Regions from separate parts of the Zea mays genome. Here region 1 is linked to region 2. A link is a contact called in public Hi-C data. All regions are on one chromosome and are shown on one strand. Each heading gives the region's core, a stretch centred on a gene start, on an enhancer-like site or on the middle of the called end of the contact. The rest is flanking DNA. Distances are from core to core; before and after follow the strand shown. Region 1 holds the start of LOC100273022. Region 2 holds the start of LOC100285665 (nitrate and chloride transporter).

Region 1 (5,345 bases), core at 588-3,087, 220 kb after region 2:
CTCCCTGACGAGCACCATCTAGTAGTCTTTTCACCGCTATAGTAGTGACCGCGGAACCATCGTCGTCCCTCCCTAGAATCGTTCCCTTGTACACAGAACCAAATCCGCCGCCTCCTAGCCTGTCAGAGAAGTTTCTTGTCGCGTGGCGTAGGTGACTATACGTGAATGATCTAATAATCGTCCCATCGCAATCTTGGGTGTTGCTTGTTCTCCTCCAGCTGCAAACGAGTAGTACGATGAGCGCAATTATCACAAAACCACCGGCCGCAATGCTTGCAGCAGTAACAACTGTCGCCTTAGATGGGCGGCCTGATCTTTGGTTCTCTCTCAGCGTCTGCAGATCCTTGGCAGAGAGGCGAAGGTAGAGAGTGTCGCCGGTGGTACTTGCTGTTGCGGTGTTAAGCAATTCTCCACGCCAGATAGAGCACCCACCACCACCACCACCAGTAGTGCTAGCATATGAGTAAGCAGTGCAAGAGCAATCAGTGGCACAAGCCTGGCCACATCCATCAGCGTCAGTTGCTTTCATGGGCACGGGGTCGTAGGCCAACTGAACGCCAGGCACGGGCAAGAACCTGTCCGTGGCGCAATCGAGTTGGTTGTTCCTCGTGCACCCTCCCGCTCGATCGTCGAGGTCCCATTCACTGGGCGACCTGATAGAGAATCCCTCCATGCAATCGCAGGACATGTTCGCGTTGTTGTCGCCGCCGCCGGTGGTGGTGCAGACAGTGAAAGGTCCACAGGCAGCGTGGACGCTGCAGGGATTCATGGGCTGGGTGTAGAAGTCTCGCCAGGCGTGGCTGCTCTCCACCCACACGCGCCCCTTGATCTGGCCAGAGGTCTCCACGGCGGTGTACACGGAGAGGGTGTCGTTGGGTATGGTGTAGATGTAGTACTGCTCCTGGGCGTTGTCGATCTGGTTGTAGCTGATGAAGCCGCTGTCGCTGGGATCCACGTCCGACAGTGAGAATGTGCCCGACGCCCAGTACACGACGGAAGAGGAGCACTGGCTGAGTATGATCCCCTGGGAGAACCGTGAGTCCACCCCGACGCAGTAGGAGCCGCGGGCCGGGTTCGCCCTGTTCTTCCTCGACACGAAGACGCGGTTCAACCCCGTCACCTTGTTCCTGCCCAGCTTGGATCCCGGGAGGTACACGTCTGTTGGGTAGTCGAAGCTCTGCCACCGGACCTTGGACGCGTCCGAGGCCGAGGCGTCGCGCACCACCAGGTTGCCATTGTGGGTGAGCTCGGCGACGGTGTTGGTGGTGTTGGTGCTGGTGTTGTTGGTGTTGGTGCTGGTGGTGTTGCTGCTGGTGGTGGTGGTGGACCAAACGACTAGGGTTTCAGTTCTTTGAGGAGCGTTGTTGTCCTCCTGGACTACTACAAGGTTCCCGTCTCTAGAGATTTGCAGAGTCCGTTTGGGGAGGAGCTTATTATTGGGGTCTGCGTCTGGGTCGGTGAACGGGTCATCCCGGTTAGCAATCCAGACCGGAGTGAAGACTGGGATCTTGTTGAACCAGATGCCTAGGTACCAGTTGGAGACGGCGGTGGTGTTGCTGTTGTTGTCAGAGGAGGAGGAGGACTTACTGGCGGCGGGTGTGGTGGTGGTGCCGGACGGGAAGAAGCCGAGCGCGAACTTGCCGTTCCTGGAGACGAGGGTGTCGCCGACAGCGAGCGCCTGGCCCGCCGCGAGAGTGTGGTAATTCGCACAAGAGCACGGCCTGGGGCTGTGCAGCAGCAGGGAGACGAGGAAAAGCCCGACCAGTAGTGTGTAGCTGTAGGGTGAAGCAGGCATGGTGAACGAGAGATGTGGGTGTCTCTGTGCACGCATGCATGCATGCCCTGCCGTTATGAGAAGGGGAGGGGTCCGAGGGGATGATATATAAGAAGGGACTAGTAATAATCCATGTCATTGGTTAGTGGTTACCCGCATCAGTCTATCCTAAATTATCGCGTGCTTTAACTTTAACTTAGCATATGTTTAATTGTATATATTGGCCGCATGAGTTGATGTAAAATAAGTTATTCAAAAATCGGCATATAAGCCAGAAATAGGTGGGCTCGTATGGATTGGACGTGCGGACGCACTAAACCAATCATAAGCAATGTGAACGCGTGCTGCGCTGGTCACGATCCAGGTCAATCGTTCACACACGCGATCGATCGATCGAGATTCCTTCTCGCCTCATCAAGTGGGGAAAAAACAATGGAGCAAGACCAGGGCAGCCATTGTTGACCGCTTGTCACATCTCCTGGCACCATGTTGGTTGAGATGAGCTTTTGAGCGAGCTTGGTCCCACTCCCAACGAGAGACGAAACCGTGTCCCTTCTTCCAGTCTAATAATAAGACGTGGACGCCACTTGACCAGCTGACCACTGTCGGAAGACCTGCACAGGGTACCGGCAGCCACTCCTCGTTTTACGTACACGTGAGTATTTATCAGAATAGATAAAAAAAATAGTAATGGGTGGAAAGTAGGAAAAGAAAATGATATTTTATGTTTATAGTGAGATACATGGGGTGTATTTAGAAGGAACCGTTGCGAGAGATAAAAAAAGTAGGGTATGAAACCAGCTTGGTGAGGTGGTTGCATAGTGCGGTATGGGTAGGAAGAATTTAGCCTTATATGTATATATGTCAGGGAATGGATATTGTAGTTATATGTAGCTAACACTTAAACAGGTATATATGTAGTTAACACTTAACATGTGATGGTGTAATTCCATCAACCTCTTTCCCCTTGTACTGTTCACGTAATCTTGTAATCACTTGCACGCGTCACCTGGATTATTGCCTTCTGCCAAGACGAAAGTATAAATGTAATTAAATGTTATATTTTTGATATTTGAATTTATATAATAAAATATATAAATAAGTTTATGTGTTTTGACATATTATTCCTTCATGTTGTATATTTTATATTACATCTCTTATTATCTTACAATTCTGATTATTGCTCATGACCTTCGTCCAAAGTGCATTGTGTCCCTGGGGAGATAATGCTTCAATGGACGAAGGTCATTAACATTTAACATTTTATGTTGCCTTGTTCTTAATTCGAAGCATTTGAGAAAAAGTCCCCAACATACATAACTTCATATCAGCAGAGGTCTGAATGGAAACTAATCCAGTCCTCTTATTCATGTCCTAGAACTAGAGATGGCCAAACGGACCGTCCGGCCCTGTCCGATGAAGTCCGGCTCATTTTGGGCACGACCTGCCAGACACGATTAGAAAACCGGGGCTGGGCCGTCTAAGTCCGCGGTCTCGATTTCCTGTCCGAGCTCGACCCGCAGCGGGCCCGGCCCGTTTAGCAGGAAAAAAGCGGGCCGAAAAGCGGGTTAAGTGTACCGGTAAACATGTTTTAGTGCAAAAAACGGGTTTAACGGGCTTAGAGATAAACGGCCCCTGCCGGGCTAGCCTACCGTGCCTAATTTTCTGTCCGAGCCCAGCCCGCTTATTCGTGCCAGGCCGGCCCGGACCCGCATAGAATAAGGCTGTGCCGGGCTCGAACCAAGCCAAAACAGCGGGCTTCGTGCCGGACTCGCGGACCTTGTGTTTATTGGGCCTTTATACCTAGAACCTTTCCACTTTTTTATTGATATAAAGATGCCAAGGCCAACAAAGGTGCATGCTCCGTGCTCGTGGTCAAAGTTTCTCTGGAACGAGTGCTAGCTAGCCAGATTTTGGCCCCCCGCGCGTAGTACTTTTTATTGCCACCTTTCTGACCCACTTGTTCTTATCTTCTTTGGAAGCATTCATGAGAATATATGTCAGAAAATAAGTAGCCAGTAGGCGGAGTCAGTGGCGTAGCTAGAATTTTTTCGTGAGGTATGCCATTAGAATTTTTTATAAATAATTTAATATAATATATAATAATTTGGCATATAGTTCAAAATATAAAGATAAAAATAGCATATAACACTATAGATTTAATATTTAAGTCTATAAATGTATATATTAGAATGCAAATATAATATATATTAATATTTTTTATATAGATCTTGGTGGACTGGTGATCTGGTGGGCCGGCTTAGGATATGCCATGGCCCACCCGGACCACCCACTGTCTACGCCACTGGGCGGAGTAGTTTCTTCCCAAGTCTTCAACAGTTTTTTTTCTTTTTCTTTTTCTTTTTCAGAACACGACAACATATGAATGAGCACAGTTTTCTATAGGATTATTTGTAGGTTGTTAGGTTGTCGCTTGGAGAAATGGAGCAGGCTGCTTTGAAAGTGCCGAGCCTAGCAGCCCAAGAATGACTGAAGCCATCTTATTTTAACGTTCTGCAGTTTTATTCTTGAAAACAGTGGGTGTGGTCTGGCCTGACCTAATTGATTTTGTGGGGTGTGTCAAGGACTATTTGTAGCCATTAGGCTTGCGGTTTTTTTTTTAAATAAAATTTAGTTGGTAGATACTAGCTACCTTGTTGTTTGTGCTTGCCTTTAATGATTGTGGTGTACAGGTTTGAAATGTGTTTCTACAACTATACTAATTAAATAAGGTCTATCATAACGTCTACATATGTGATATAGAAACTATAAAAGTGTGTAATACCCAAGTTGTGGATGATAAAAGAGAAGAGTTAATCTCCTTATGTGTATTCTCCTTTTTTTCATTAGAACATATGATGAATAATCATATTTAAAGTGAATAAATTAGCTAATGAAACATAAATAATCTATGCATCATGTTGGAGGTTATTTGTTTGTGCACTAAGTAATGATAAAAAAATATATAAAATACTTAGGGCCCGTTATTTGAACTGCAAAGGGTAAAACAGACAATCGCCACAACCACCAACTTTCAGAAGACAAGAATCAGTTTATTTGCCAAACAGTTTTAAAAATGATTCTGATTCTCTAGGAGAATCAGGAGGATCAGCTCCTCACGAGAATCAGGATCTGGAGCTAAAGAAGCAGGAGCTGGAGCTTTGCCAAACGAGCCCTTAAGTTGGAGTTTAATCTAATTTGAAATCTAGAATAGAAATTCAAAAGAGAAAAGAAAAGAGAATAAAAAAAAAGAGAAGAAGAAATCTAGCTGGGCTGACACCATCGCTTTTGGTCCATCTGTGTTCTCCCTTTTTCCGGCCCAGCATCCCTCCGCGCCAGCCGTTCCCTCACCGCCAGGTGGGCCCCGCAGCACAGCCCAACCAGCCACTGCCTTGCATCCCTCTCCACCCACTACAGGTTGGGGCCCATTGATCAGCCCTTGCGAAAGTAGGATCGGGTTGCGGTATTCGGGAGCTGGGACCTGAGCGCCAGTCTCTCTTCCCTTCTACTCGCGCGCGCGGACTCGCCCCCAGGCCACTGCCATGTGGGGCCGGGTCGCCAGGACTTTCTC
Region 2 (5,556 bases), core at 2,454-4,953:
AAAATAGGCCCCTTAACATATAGTATATAGAGATAAAAAATATCTAAATAGACTTTTTCATATTTGATCTATTATCATATTGTTGAATCATATTATCTATTTTAAGGCTAACGTTTTATTTTACAAAAATATCAAATAATCCTTATCCTATTGTATCATTTATACTCAGAAAACTAAAAAAATTTGGAGGCCATGTGCTATTGCTCGTTTATGCTACACAGTAGACGGGCCTACCAGCGTCACGGCGACGACAATGAGCGGGACAAGGGGCGCTAGGGAGAGGCATCCGAAAGAACTGGCTTGAGCAGCATCAGAACGAATGGGGACTGATGGATAGATGTGATGAATGGGTCGAGGAGGACGGGGTCAGAAGAACTAGACAAATTCGACGAAAATGTCGAAAACGGGACTATTAATTTTAAACCATGTAAAACTTATTTTTTTTATACTAGGTGCACATTAGATATAAAAAGGTTATAGATAATTAAGGGGGAGATGCATGGCCTACTTTGCCTTCCCCCCTTATGGATCCGATCCGCCAATGAGAACCACGATGGTTCTTTAATTCCTCCTCTTGCATGGAAATATCACCTCTCATCTGTGTAGGGTTTTTCTCCTTCAGCATTTGGACGATATGGTCGAATAGGTTACCCTAGCTAGCAAACGCAGGAGGCATGGGACCTAAACCACGACAGCATTTGAAAGACGTCGTGAACCGCGCACCTACCTCGACGCCGAACGGGTTAACAAGAGGACAATCAACAGCATGACCTGCCCCCCATTAAATAAAGAAAATACTACTAGTACGTACAGTAAGCCGACTGCTTGTCATCCGGCCTAGCTAACCACGTGGCGGTCTCTCTGTCCACAGACCATAGCCACCGATTCCCGATGTTGATCCATGTCTGCGCTACTCGCAGGTCACTGTCACTCCCTTCCCACCACCCACCGGCCAAGCTCTCGCGCGTGCCGTCGCAAGACCCAACACTACCTATGGGTGTGTTTGCGACCCCGGCCCAACAACCCAATTGCGCTCCTGGGCTGCAAGTGGCCTTGTTTGCAAGGGTGGCCCACGTTGCTGCCAGGCTCCCAGCAGCCAAAAAGGACCATTGTGTCTGGCTCCCAGGATACACTGCTAGGGTTCGTTTCCTGAGAGCGCGGCTGCGTGCGGCGCATGCACGCACGTCGGCTCTCACGGTCGGCGGGGTGGCTCGCGCGGGCTCGCGCGGGAAGGTGAAACTTTTGCGCGCGGGAAGGCGAGCTCTGGTGAATCCTCTTACGGCTATATATGGCGATGGTGCTCCCTATTTTTCCCTCCTCTCGCTGCTCGTTGTTCTTCCACCCCCCTCGTGAGAGACCGGAGGCGATAGGCTGTGCATCGCGGCTGCGTCCACCTATGACTGGTGTCGGGACTCCGGGGTGTTGAGCATCTTCTTCATCTCTGGTCGATCTTCCTCCTCTACTTCTAGATTTGCTCCGTCTCCGTTGCTATGACCTTGACCCCAAGGTGAAATCAGCCCCAATCGTTCTATTTTATGGTGCTTGCTTCATGAGTTAGGGTTGGTACAATTTGTTGTTCATGTTATACCTGCTACGATTTTGATTTTCATGTGGTTTGCTTTGGATTTATATTAAAATGGCCGATGATGTTGTCCTTTACGTTCGTCTGGAGGTATCATCTAGATGATGCAGTCGTGTTCTTTTTCCTTACTGATTCATTGTGCAAGCATGTTGAGTCCAAGCAGGGTATGATTATATTAATTTCTGTATCAGCTGCCTTGACAGTAGTGATGGTTTCATTTGTTACCACTAGGCTTAAAAGAAAAAGGTTTGATCCTGAAGTAAAGCCTGACACCCTCTAGTGTATGTACTTAGGGAAGAAAGTAAACTTCACAGACAGAGGACCCTCAACATGATTTACAACTCCACTGATGTAGAGTGCATTTCCATGCTTAGGATGAGGATATCCCCCTTTTTTGCTTTATGCACGACCTTTAGAGAGAGGGGACTGATAACTGATAGGGAGGGGGTGTCAATAGAGGAGCAAGTTGTCATGTTCCTGCATGTTGTTGGTCACAACCAAAGGTTTAGAGTTGTGCACCAGGCCTTTAGGAGGTCCATTCAGACAGTACACAAGCACTTGTGCTTTCCTTTATGCCTATGATGACATAATTGCTACTTTGTGAAACGTTAATGTGGATGATCTTTAAATTGTGAGGTACTGGGTATATGGTGAAAATTATGTTGTTTCCACCATGTTGTCATTATTGCCATGGAACCATGGGGCACATCCATGCCCAATGCAACTGTTATCCACCAAAGATGACTTAATGGTTGGGTTGGATGAATATCATGGTTTCATGGCCTTGATGAGCTTCAATTTGTCTAGTTTGGCTGCCCAGCTATGTTCCTTATGCTCCAAGCTAAAAGATCACATGAAATGTCAATTATATCTGAGAAAAATCATTACTATTTCATTGAGGTTGAGTGCTTTAATCAGCTGATGCTTGTATGGTTCAATTGACATATGTTGTTGTAATGATCTTGCAAACTCTTGCTCATTCTGTATTTATCTATGCCCATCTCTACTGTCAATCTTGCTCTTTTCATTTCGTCGATGATGACACAATTGGTGGATGCATTTGTTGGATGCATGTGCTTTTGCTATCTAAGCTGGGATGCACATCTGTGTGATGTCTGACTATGTTGCGTTCTTCTTTCGTGGCTTCTTTGATTGTACCTTGTAGCCAGCAATGACATGAATTGATGAAGTTAAATTTGTCCGAGGCTAACTCAGCTGATGCTTGTATGCTTCAATTGACATATGTTGTTGTAATGCTCTTGCAAACTTTTGCTCGTTATTTTTTATTCATCTATGTCCATCTCTATTTTCTGTCTATGGGCCAGGCCGACTACGGCCATCTGCCAAACACATTCTCGGTTTGGCAGTTGGGCAGTTGGCCTATTAGCCAAGCTGTCAAAATGGGTCGCGAACACGATCTCGCCTGGGCCGAGCTTATTTCGTACAGGAACACAAACAAAGTGACTTGCACCAACTGATGCATCTTGTTCGTCGGAGTTCTTATTTTGACCAAAACATGTGCACGCTTCTACGGTGATAGAACACGTCCAATGCGTTATAGCCCTCTTTGGTCGCTCTCTACCACCCCTGTCCAATGTGTTATAGCCCTCTTTGGTCGCTGTACACTGGGCACATCCGTTGTTTTGTGTATGTCCTCAGACACGCTACATTTTTTTTCTTCTAAATGTTGTATCTGGTGCCCAATCAGATGTGGTGTCTAATGCACACCTACACATTTGGTGTAATCTGCTGCTGAAGGGTAGCCCTTTCTCGCTACATTACTCCTCATATTCGGTGTTTTATTTGGTGCCTCACACGGTCTGATGCTGCTAACAAGTCTGTTTTTTCTTCATGTTTCCGCTCTCCTTCGGTCAGTCTTTTTTTTTTCCATCTTGTGTTTTGTACTCTTTTGCATTATTCGACGTATTTTCCAATGCCTTTGCTTAAAGTGATGATTATATGGATCACTCATTTGCCTCCGTCCGAATCTACTGTGTGAAAGAGACACAGTAACACAGCAGCACGCCCCCACTCTCAAGTTTCGTCACTCGATCCACACTCTCAACCAGCTCATTAAATACAAGAGCATGTGCAGAAAACAAGCTCATAATCGACACACACCTAACAGAGTAACAGACACCAAACAACGCCCATCACTCGCGCCGTACATCCTGCCTCCTCCCGCGCGCGCGCGCGCGTGCACGCTAGCTAGCTGCCGGTCGCCTCGCCACCATGGTGTTCGACGCGAGCGGCAGCAGGTCGGCGGCGGCGGCGTCGGGGAACCCTCTCCGCGTGATCCTGACGCGCGGGTTCGCGCGGCAGGTGCTCGCGGGGCGGTGGTTGACGGTGTTCGCGAGCCTGCTCATCATGGCGTCGTCCGGCGCGACGTACATCTTCGGGAGCTACTCCGGCACGCTCAAGTCGTCGCTCGGGTACGACCAGCGCACGCTCAACACCGTGTCCTTCTTCAAGGACCTCGGCGCCAACCTGGGCGTCTTCTCGGGGCTCATCAACGAGGTGACCCCGCCGTGGGTGGTGCTGGCCATGGGCGCCGCCATGAACCTGTCCGGGTACCTCATGGTGTACCTGGCCGTGTCCGGGCGCACCGCGCCGCCGCCGCTGTGGCTCGTGTGCCTCTACTTCTTCGTGGGCGCCAACTCGCAGTCGTTCGCCAACACCGGCGCGCTGGTGACCTGCGTCAAGAACTTCCCCGACAGCCGCGGGGTGGTGCTCGGCATCCTCAAGGGCTTCGTCGGCCTCAGCGGCGCCGTGTACACGCAGCTGTACCTGGCCCTGTACGGCGGCGACGACGCCGAGTCGCTGATCCTCCTCGTCGCCTGGCTCCCCGCGGCGGTGTCCGTCGTGTTCGTCCACACCATCCGGTACATGCCGTACCCGCGCCGCCGTGGCGGCGGCAGGCAGGAGACGAGCTCCGACTCCGACCCCTTCTTCTGCTTCCTCTACCTCTCCATCGCGCTGGCGTGCTTCCTCCTCGTCATGATCGTGGTGCAGAAGCAGGTGCCCTTCTCCCGCGCCGCGTACGGCGTGGCCGCCACGCCGCTGCTCATCCTCCTCCTCATGCCCCTCGGCGTCGTCGTCAAGCAGGAGTACAAGATCTACCGGGAGCGCCAGCTCGACGCGGCCGACCCGCCGCCGCCGACCATCATCTCCGCGTCGGCAACGGACGCCAGCAAGAAAACAGAGCAGCAGCCGGCGCCGGCGCCGCCGCCGACGACGTCGTCGTTCTGTGGGTGCGTGAGGACCATGTTCCGTCCGCCGGCTCGTGGGGAGGACTACACGATCCTGCAGGCGCTGGTGAGCGTGGACATGCTGGTGCTGTTCGTGGCGACAATCTGCGGCGTGGGCGGGACGCTGACGGCGATCGACAACATGGGGCAGATCGGCGAGTCGCTGGGCTACCCCGCCAGGAGCGTCAACACGTTCGTGTCCCTGATCAGCATCTGGAACTACGCGGGGCGCGTGACGGCGGGCTACGCCTCGGAGGCGGCGCTGGCCCGGTACCGCGTGCCGCGGCCGCTGCTGCTGACGTGCGTGCTGGCGCTGGCGTGCGCGGGGCACGTGCTGATCGCGCTGGGCGCGCCGCGGTCCCTGTACGCGGCGTCGGTGGTCGTCGGGTTCTGCTTCGGCGCGCAGTGGCCGCTGGTGTTCGCCATCATCTCGGAGGTGTTCGGGCTCAAGTACTACTCCACGCTCTACAACTTGGGCGGCATGGCCAGCCCCGTGGGCTCCTACATCCTGAACGTGCGCGTGGCGGGGCGGCTCTACGACGCGGCGGCCGCGCAGCAGCGCGGCCGCGGCAGGATCTGCCTCGGGGTGGAGTGCTACCGGCGGTCGTTCCTGATCGTCACGGCGGCCACGGTGGTCGGCGCGCTGGTGTCGCTGGTGCTGGTGTGGCGGACGTGGACGTTCTACAGGGGCGACATATACGCGAGGTTCCGGGACGGAGACGAGGG

The links. Hi-C and Micro-C count contacts between places; a contact is called where the count stands out from the background.
Region 1: a contact with region 2 is called in a Hi-C map of ear, with 1.8 times the contacts expected there. The contact joins the promoter of LOC100273022 here to the promoter of LOC100285665 in region 2. A contact is called at or near these places in 2 of 25 Hi-C or Micro-C datasets (ear and tassel).

What each region holds. Positions count from the first base shown.
Region 1 is chr2:239,106,244-239,111,588 of Zm-B73-REFERENCE-NAM-5.0, forward strand. LOC100273022 reads right to left here and starts at 1,838. Exons shown (of 1, transcript NM_001367776.1): 1 at 1-1,838. The coding sequence starts at 1,831. It overlaps LOC100273406, which reads left to right and starts at 5,326. Exons shown (of 3, transcript NM_001147843.1): 1 at 5,326-5,345.
Region 2 is chr2:238,879,782-238,885,337 of Zm-B73-REFERENCE-NAM-5.0, forward strand. It overlaps LOC100285665 (nitrate and chloride transporter), which reads left to right and starts at 3,704. Exons shown (of 1, transcript NM_001158556.2): 1 at 3,704-5,556. The coding sequence starts at 3,815.